Regions from separate parts of the Sus scrofa genome. Here region 1 is linked to region 2. The links are chromatin contacts, called in public HiChIP or PLAC-seq maps. All regions are on one chromosome and are shown on one strand. The core of a region is the stretch at or near the end of the contact, and the rest is flanking DNA. Distances in the headings are between cores, read along the strand shown.

Region 1 (3,483 bases), core at 340-2,839, 380 kb after region 2:
GTGATATAGAGAAGGAAGAGGTGAGGCAAAAAAGTGATGACGATGACGGGGATTAAGTAGCCCCAGCAAACATGCAGCCGATGGCTTGGAGAGCTCTGCTATTTCAAAGAATCTCCTGCCCAACAGAAGCAAGTCGCATCAGCAAAAGGATCAAGGTAGCCATTTGGATGCTTAGTGCGAGAGAGATGCCTTGGGGGAAAGCGGCAGGCATTCCTCGGACACTCCTGTGCGTTGATGAGTTCCCAGAAAAGTTTCTCAAACCTTCTCTATTTTCCCCCTTCACTTTGTTTTCGAATCCGGGAGAGTCAGCGTTTTCGCCCAGGTGGATGTGAGTTGGGAGAGATTGAGGTTAATGAGGAATGAAGTTGCAAACAATTGTCCTCAGAAACTTTAGAACTTACCACAGCGAAGAAACTGAAGAGGGAAGGACAAACGTCCGTAGCGGTGTGTGGAAAGAACAATTGCTCACGGGGGAGGGGTCGATGAGGAGCCGGGAGATTCTCGAATTCCTTTCCCAAAATCTGGAGACGAGGGATTTCCTCGAATCCCCTCTCCTCAAGAACAAGGCTGCAACGCCCCTCCAACAGGGCTGCAGAAGTGGCCGCTGAGGCCCAGGCTTCGGGGTCTGAGCGCGGGCAGCTAGAAAACTGCCTTCCAAGCGCTCACAGCGGCGCTGGGGCTCCGGTATCCCGGAGCGCTCAGCTCTGTCCCTTCTCCTCCAGCCGGCGCCGCCGCCCCTGCTGCGGCTTCGAGCCCGTAGTCAGGCGCAGGCAAAATCCAGCGCTATTCGGCATTTTTAATTTTTTTTACCTCTGCCAGGACGCCTGCCGACCCATTATTTGTACATCCAAATCGAGCGCAGGTCCCTCTTTCTTCTCGGCCTCGCCAGGGTCGGACAGGAGCAGCGCTCTGTCCCCGAGTCCCCTCCCCTAACCATGCCAGGGGGATCCTTCTCCGGCGGCCCCAGTCAGAAGCCCTCTCTAGTGCGCCTCGCCCCTGACCTCGTGCCCTTTCCCTTTATTGTCCTGTGTCAGTTTCACTTTGTAATCCACAAGGCTTTTTGTTTGGGGCGGGGGTGGTGGTTGGTCCCCCTTTCTCCTTCACCCGTGGCTGTGTAGGCGGGGAAATCCGCTCTGGGCTGTGGCAGCGCCCGCAGCAGCTTCGGACGGCGGCTGTCAGCGCTCTCCCTCTTGCCTGCCCCGGCTGAAGCTAGTACCGCTGTGGAGCTGGAGCTCCTTGAGCCCCTCTCAACCTCCGGCTGGTCCCCCACACTCTCCCCGCCCCTTCCCCGCCGCACGCGCGCGCGCAGACACACACACGCACACACACACACACACACAGCGCGTCGCCGAAACACAAACAGAGGGGGAGGGAAGACCGCGAGCTAGAGCAAGACACAGAAACTTTGCTCGCCACTCATTGATCCCCGCACTTTAGTTCGCCGGACTCCCCCTAACTCCGGGTGCTGTCACCTACTGCCCCTCCCTCGCCCCATCCCCATTGGGCCGGAGCTAAAGCAGCCCCGCCTGGCACTCCTACCGCCAGCGCTCTCGGACTTTTTCGGCCTCCGACTGGCTTCTCCGGATGCTAATCACTCCAGCCTCCTGGAGGACTGTAGGCTGTCGGGTGTGGGAGATCTGCGAGTAGGAGGCGCTGGGAAGGGGGGTGATTTTTTCTTTTTCTTTTTTTTTTTTTTTTTTTTTTTTTTTTTTTTTTTTGGTCAAATCTTGGCCGGCGTTACAGCAATAACAGCAAAAGGCTGCCGCAGAATAGATGGGGGTGGGGTCAGGTTTGCAGATAAATAACTTTAGTGGCGGGGTCTGGGAGAAGACCGTTAGATTGTTATGCTAGTAATAACTCAGGGGTAAGGGGGTCGAGAGAAATAAAAGAAAGGCGGGGGGTGAGGGTCTGTTAGAGCGGGAGGAAGGATTAAGCAAAGCCTGTCTGGGAATGCAAAGCGCAGATTTGCTTTAACCGTTTCCTGCCCCTTCTCTTGCGATGGGAGAGGAGGGAGCTGCTCTACAATACAACCCGACAGAATCCAAACCAAATCTTCCTCATGCCTCCTCTGTCTACAGAGCGAGCTAACTGCAGCCCAGGTTGAGATCAACCCTGAACCTGTCCCCATTTGTCCCTCCCCCACTGTCAGGTGACTAGGACACCAAGGCCTAGGTACTGACTGCACTTTGGATTTCCTGTAGGAAAAGCCAAGGGAACTCTGTTTGTTTTGTTTCCCTTCCCAAATGGATCCCAGGTGCCAGTAGCCAAACCTTAGAGTTTCAACAATAACAATGGTAGCCCATTGGAAAGATGGAGATCTTTTCCTATTGCAAAGTTTGGAATTTTGATCTCTGTTGGAGTATTTCCTCCCAGACATTTTATAACCAATGGAATCCTGATGAAGTTTTGTTTCTTTTTGTTTTGTTTTTTTTGTTTGTTTTTTGTTTTTGTCTTGAGAAAGGGTATATATGAGAAAAATAGAAATGAATAGAGTGAAATATTAAAAATAGCCACTTGCCATGCAAGGCACTCAGATTAATTTCCCTGATATTTACTGAAGCTAATCTTTGTGGTACAATTCGGCTCTTCAAAGAAAGAAAAAAGTGACTAGAAATCAGGTATTATTTATCCTTTAAGGGAAACCATTTAGAAAATAAGAATTTAAGGCAAGTAATGTAAATATAGGGCGTGTGTTTTACTTTTCGCCACAATGACCCCTCCAAGTTTAAAACTTTTCTGATACCAGAGATGATTCAGCGATGAGTAAATACTGCCCTCTGCTGTTTTCCATCAATCTTACAGCTTTTTAGTTGTCCACTTTCTTGCTTAAAATTAAATGCAGAGACTAGAAGGATCTGGTTACAAGGATAATTCCTCCTTCTTGCCCAGGGATAGTAGCAAAGGTAGAAAAGGTCTTTAGGAGTCTCCTATTACCCTTCTTTCCTTACAGTAAAAAAAAATAATAATAATTAATTAAGCAATAGTGATAGGGCTAGAGTAGGCACAGGTGGTTATAGAAATCCTAATAGGGGATCATAGATAAAGAGGGAAACCTGGGAGATATTGGGAGCCCATTGTAAATTAAAGAAAACCATCAAAATAAGGCAGGCTTGCTTAACTAGTGGAGGTGCAAGCATTGCCTCAGGTCATTAGGTGGGGGAAAGGTTGAGGCCTGCATTCAGAGTCAGACCTAGGGCAAAAATGTAAAGATCACCTTCAGCTGATTTGAATACACCACCTTACCTGGTACCAAGGAAGAGCTACTACTCCCGGAAATGAAAAGGCAGGCCTTTCCAACCCCCACTCCCTTAGGATGATAAAACTGTGGCCCACCAGCTCCTCGAAGAGCTTCCTTGCCTGCCTGCTTGCATCTCTTACTAACATCCTATCCTAATAAATCTGCTTCTCACCTATCACTTTGTCTCTTGCTGAATTCCTTCTGTGTGGAGGCATAAAGAACCTGAGACTTGGTGAGTCCAAACG
Region 2 (3,223 bases), core at 513-3,012:
TCCCTATTATTTCAGCAGCCTTCAAACTCTTTGTGCACATAAAGTTTACAGGGGGGAAATATTTTTAAAATATTTTTGTTAATTTTTACAAAGCCTAATGTTAAATTTCTTTATTTGATAAACATCTTGGAAAATTTTTTAGGCTGAAAAATTTAGTACATTTATTTGCAGCTTGTCCCTGAGAGAATTTTTTCTTTCTGAGTAGGAACCATACATATGAGCAAGCTGACAGAAAGAAATAATGCTCAGCAGCAACAGAGGTGAATCTTATAAAAATGCAAGGGTCTAAAAATGTACAATTAGCCCATTCTATATTCTGCAGACTACCTTGATTAAAATCAAGCAAATCAATAAATAATCAATTAAAAAATTAATTTCAAGGCACCTGAAATCATAAACATTAATTTCTTGGCAGCTCTCAAAGGTCCTAATTTCCTGAAAACTTGTTACTGTTATCCATGAAGTTTGTTCTGCTAGCTGTTCAAAAAAAAAAAAAAAAAAAAAAGTTTGTCACTAATTCCCTATATTTAATACCTTGCTACTTGAAAGAAATTACCTAGAGTAATTTCTATTTTCCCTGAACAAATCCTGACTATTAAAATTGCTTTTCTTTGTAATTGAAAAAATCTACTGAATCACCACCTCATAAATAGATATTTAATATGTACTTAAAAAGCATATTCTTTAAAAAATAAATGGCAAGTTGTAGTGGGTAAACACATGAAAACATATAATAAATAGACCATCCAATTTATTTTCTACTATTTTTGTTTTAATCATCTACATTAAAGATCTATCTTTAAGCCAAAATAGGAGGAAATAAGAATGTATTATAATTCTCATAATTTTAAATTACTGCTTCAATTTTAATACTTTAAAAACCTTTGGATTGCTGAAATATTGTTTATCAATTAAATTCAAGCAGAGAAAAAATTAGTTTATTAACTAAGGTTATCTACAGACAGTAATACGTATTCATTGATTTCTTTCTAAGTAGCATTATTTACACATGCTGATAAAATACTGTTCACAGTTTTAAAGCGCATTTCCAACATTATAGTTTAAGATTTGGAAAATTTTTAAACTAGATAATATTAGCTTCTATAAATGACAAAGATTCATCTTAATTGCCATCCAAATATGGTCCAAATGGAAATATTACAAAATCTTTGTTACTTTTCTATTCTTTTATCAAGTATATTCAGTACATAATTTGATTTTTTTCCTTCTAAATGTTTTTAAGGTATTTTCACGATGTCTATTAACTGATCTCTCTGCCAATAGTTTCTTTCTTTTCTATTTTCTTTCCACATCACAGCCAGAGTAAATTTTCTAATCCAACTATAATCATTTAAATTATCCCTCTAAAAATATGACTTCTAGGAAAGAATCACAGTTGTTAAGGCTATTATAGACCTGCTGCAGGGCACACATCAGCCATTCATCCAAAAAAGGCGTACAGTGTTCTTAACATGAAAGAAGATAGCTGGGTGCTAATGGGAATGCCCATCTCCTTTAAACGTATACCACAGGCGTAGTTTGCATATTAGTCTAGATTTTAGTTTTTCTAGTCAGGGTGCATTTTTCAATACCTGTTTGGTTATAGGAAGACACTACTGGAGACTCATTAAGAGAATATCAGAGCATGCTGGAGTCACACTTATCTCAGCGCTGAATTAGAATTTCTGTGACGACATAGTTTAATCAGTGTGTTTTCACGTGGGAAGAGGAGTGGAGAATTGTGCCCCATCCATGCCAACACTCTAGCCAAAGTGACCCAGAGCAATGGAGCTAGCACTTGCCTGAAGATGTCCAAAGGCTGTACAGCTTTGAAAGAGAAACTGTCAGCTCCTTTTATCACTTCAGGAAGAGACATGGACCTGCAGGGTTTTATCATGAGTATACGTTTTTATAAGTATTTATTTAATAAAGCTCTGTTTTTGTGTTCATTCCCCTCTGCTTCCTCAGAAGGAAAAAAAAGATAAAGAAAATTTTTCCTGATTGTATTTCAGAAAGATCATCAAAGTTAGTGAGTTTTCTTAGGGATAGAGAATATAATATACATACATATATGATATATGAAATATTTATCTATTTATATATCAAATATCTATCTATCTATCTATCTATCTATCTATCTATCTATCTATCTATCTCGTATCAGAACTCAGAGAGCGAGGCAATAATAGTTAAGGTTTTTCCTAAATAACAAGAATTGTTTAGAAGTAATCTTTTTTCCTAACTGTAGGGGGAGTATATTTCTAACCAGTTGATTATTTTTTTTCTAATTCCACTGGAGATAATAGATTCAGTGTGCTAAATAAGGAACGTCCTTACTCAAAGTGACTGATTTCTTGAGCATTCCATTGTTTCTGTACATTTTAAAATCAGCAATTATTGCAAAGGAAATCTGTATTGTCCATGACAACTCCCCTATTCTTTTCTAAAACAACAGTCTTCATTCCTAGCAAAGTTATACATGGCTATGTTTTTTAGTTTTTATTTTATTACCAGTAAAAGAACAAAACATGAGACAAGACTATTGTCTGATCCATCTGGTGCTATGTTTCCTCCGCACAAGCCTTGTGTAACACACACAATATTTCTACTGCAAATGTTGTTTAGCTTTTAAAACAATTGCCTATCAAAGCATCAGGTCCCATTGATAATGGAGCAAAGCCTTTCCTGCAATTGTAAGCCAGGAAATGCTGGCCCCTTGGCAAGTCTCATATGTCCTGCTGCTTGCAATCTCCCTCCCTCCTTGCTGGAATGTGTTATTTTTAAGCAGCTAGACTAACAGGAAGAGAAAGTTGTTACTTCTTTTCATGTGATGGAGAAGGCAGGGGAAGGCAACTGCATTTTAAGAATTGGGTTGATCAGATCTCAAAACCACTTATCAGGTACCAAGTCACTGCTGTGAGAGCACTCTCTAATCACAAACATAGCTTTGGATAGTTAATAAGTTCCTTATTTCATAACTCAATACATTTTGCAGGCTTCTGAGAATTGAAAAATAAATACACAAACTGTAATGAAGGTATGTAGAAACTCATTGTTTTGCGCTTACATGGATGAAAGAATGTTAATTTTGAAGTGAGATTCCCTGAAAATAAAGTACTTGAAAGAAAACCACACAAGCAGAGACACCATTTTATTTCACATTGTTACTAAATGTTGAACCAGTTTCAATGGGACATTTTATTGACCACCATAAAAAGAATTA

What was found. HiChIP or PLAC-seq counts read pairs in DNA pulled down with a chosen protein or histone mark.
Region 1: a contact with region 2 is called in an H3K27ac HiChIP or PLAC-seq map of skeletal muscle, with 14 times the contacts expected there. The contact joins the promoter of FAT4 here to the enhancer-like site in region 2. A contact is called at or near these places in 1 of 5 promoter capture datasets (liver), 16 of 47 Hi-C or Micro-C datasets (alveolar macrophages, embryonic fibroblasts, fetal heart ventricle and 8 more) and 1 of 2 datasets of contacts at active chromatin or transcription factors (skeletal muscle).

Annotation. Positions count from the first base shown.
Region 1 is chr8:99,310,542-99,314,024 of Sscrofa11.1, forward strand. It overlaps FAT4 (protocadherin Fat 4), which reads right to left and starts at 1,590. Exons shown (of 22, transcript XM_021101611.1): 1 at 1-1,590. All of the region lies in intron 1 of LOC106504728 (a long non-coding RNA gene), which reads left to right.
Region 2 is chr8:98,931,154-98,934,376 of Sscrofa11.1, forward strand. No RefSeq gene overlaps it. Among named protein-coding and RNA genes, the nearest start is that of FAT4, 380 kb to the right of the region's middle. Within about 2 kb of position 1,763, at least 4 of the 83 cell types and tissues checked have an H3K27ac peak or open chromatin away from gene starts, as enhancers often do.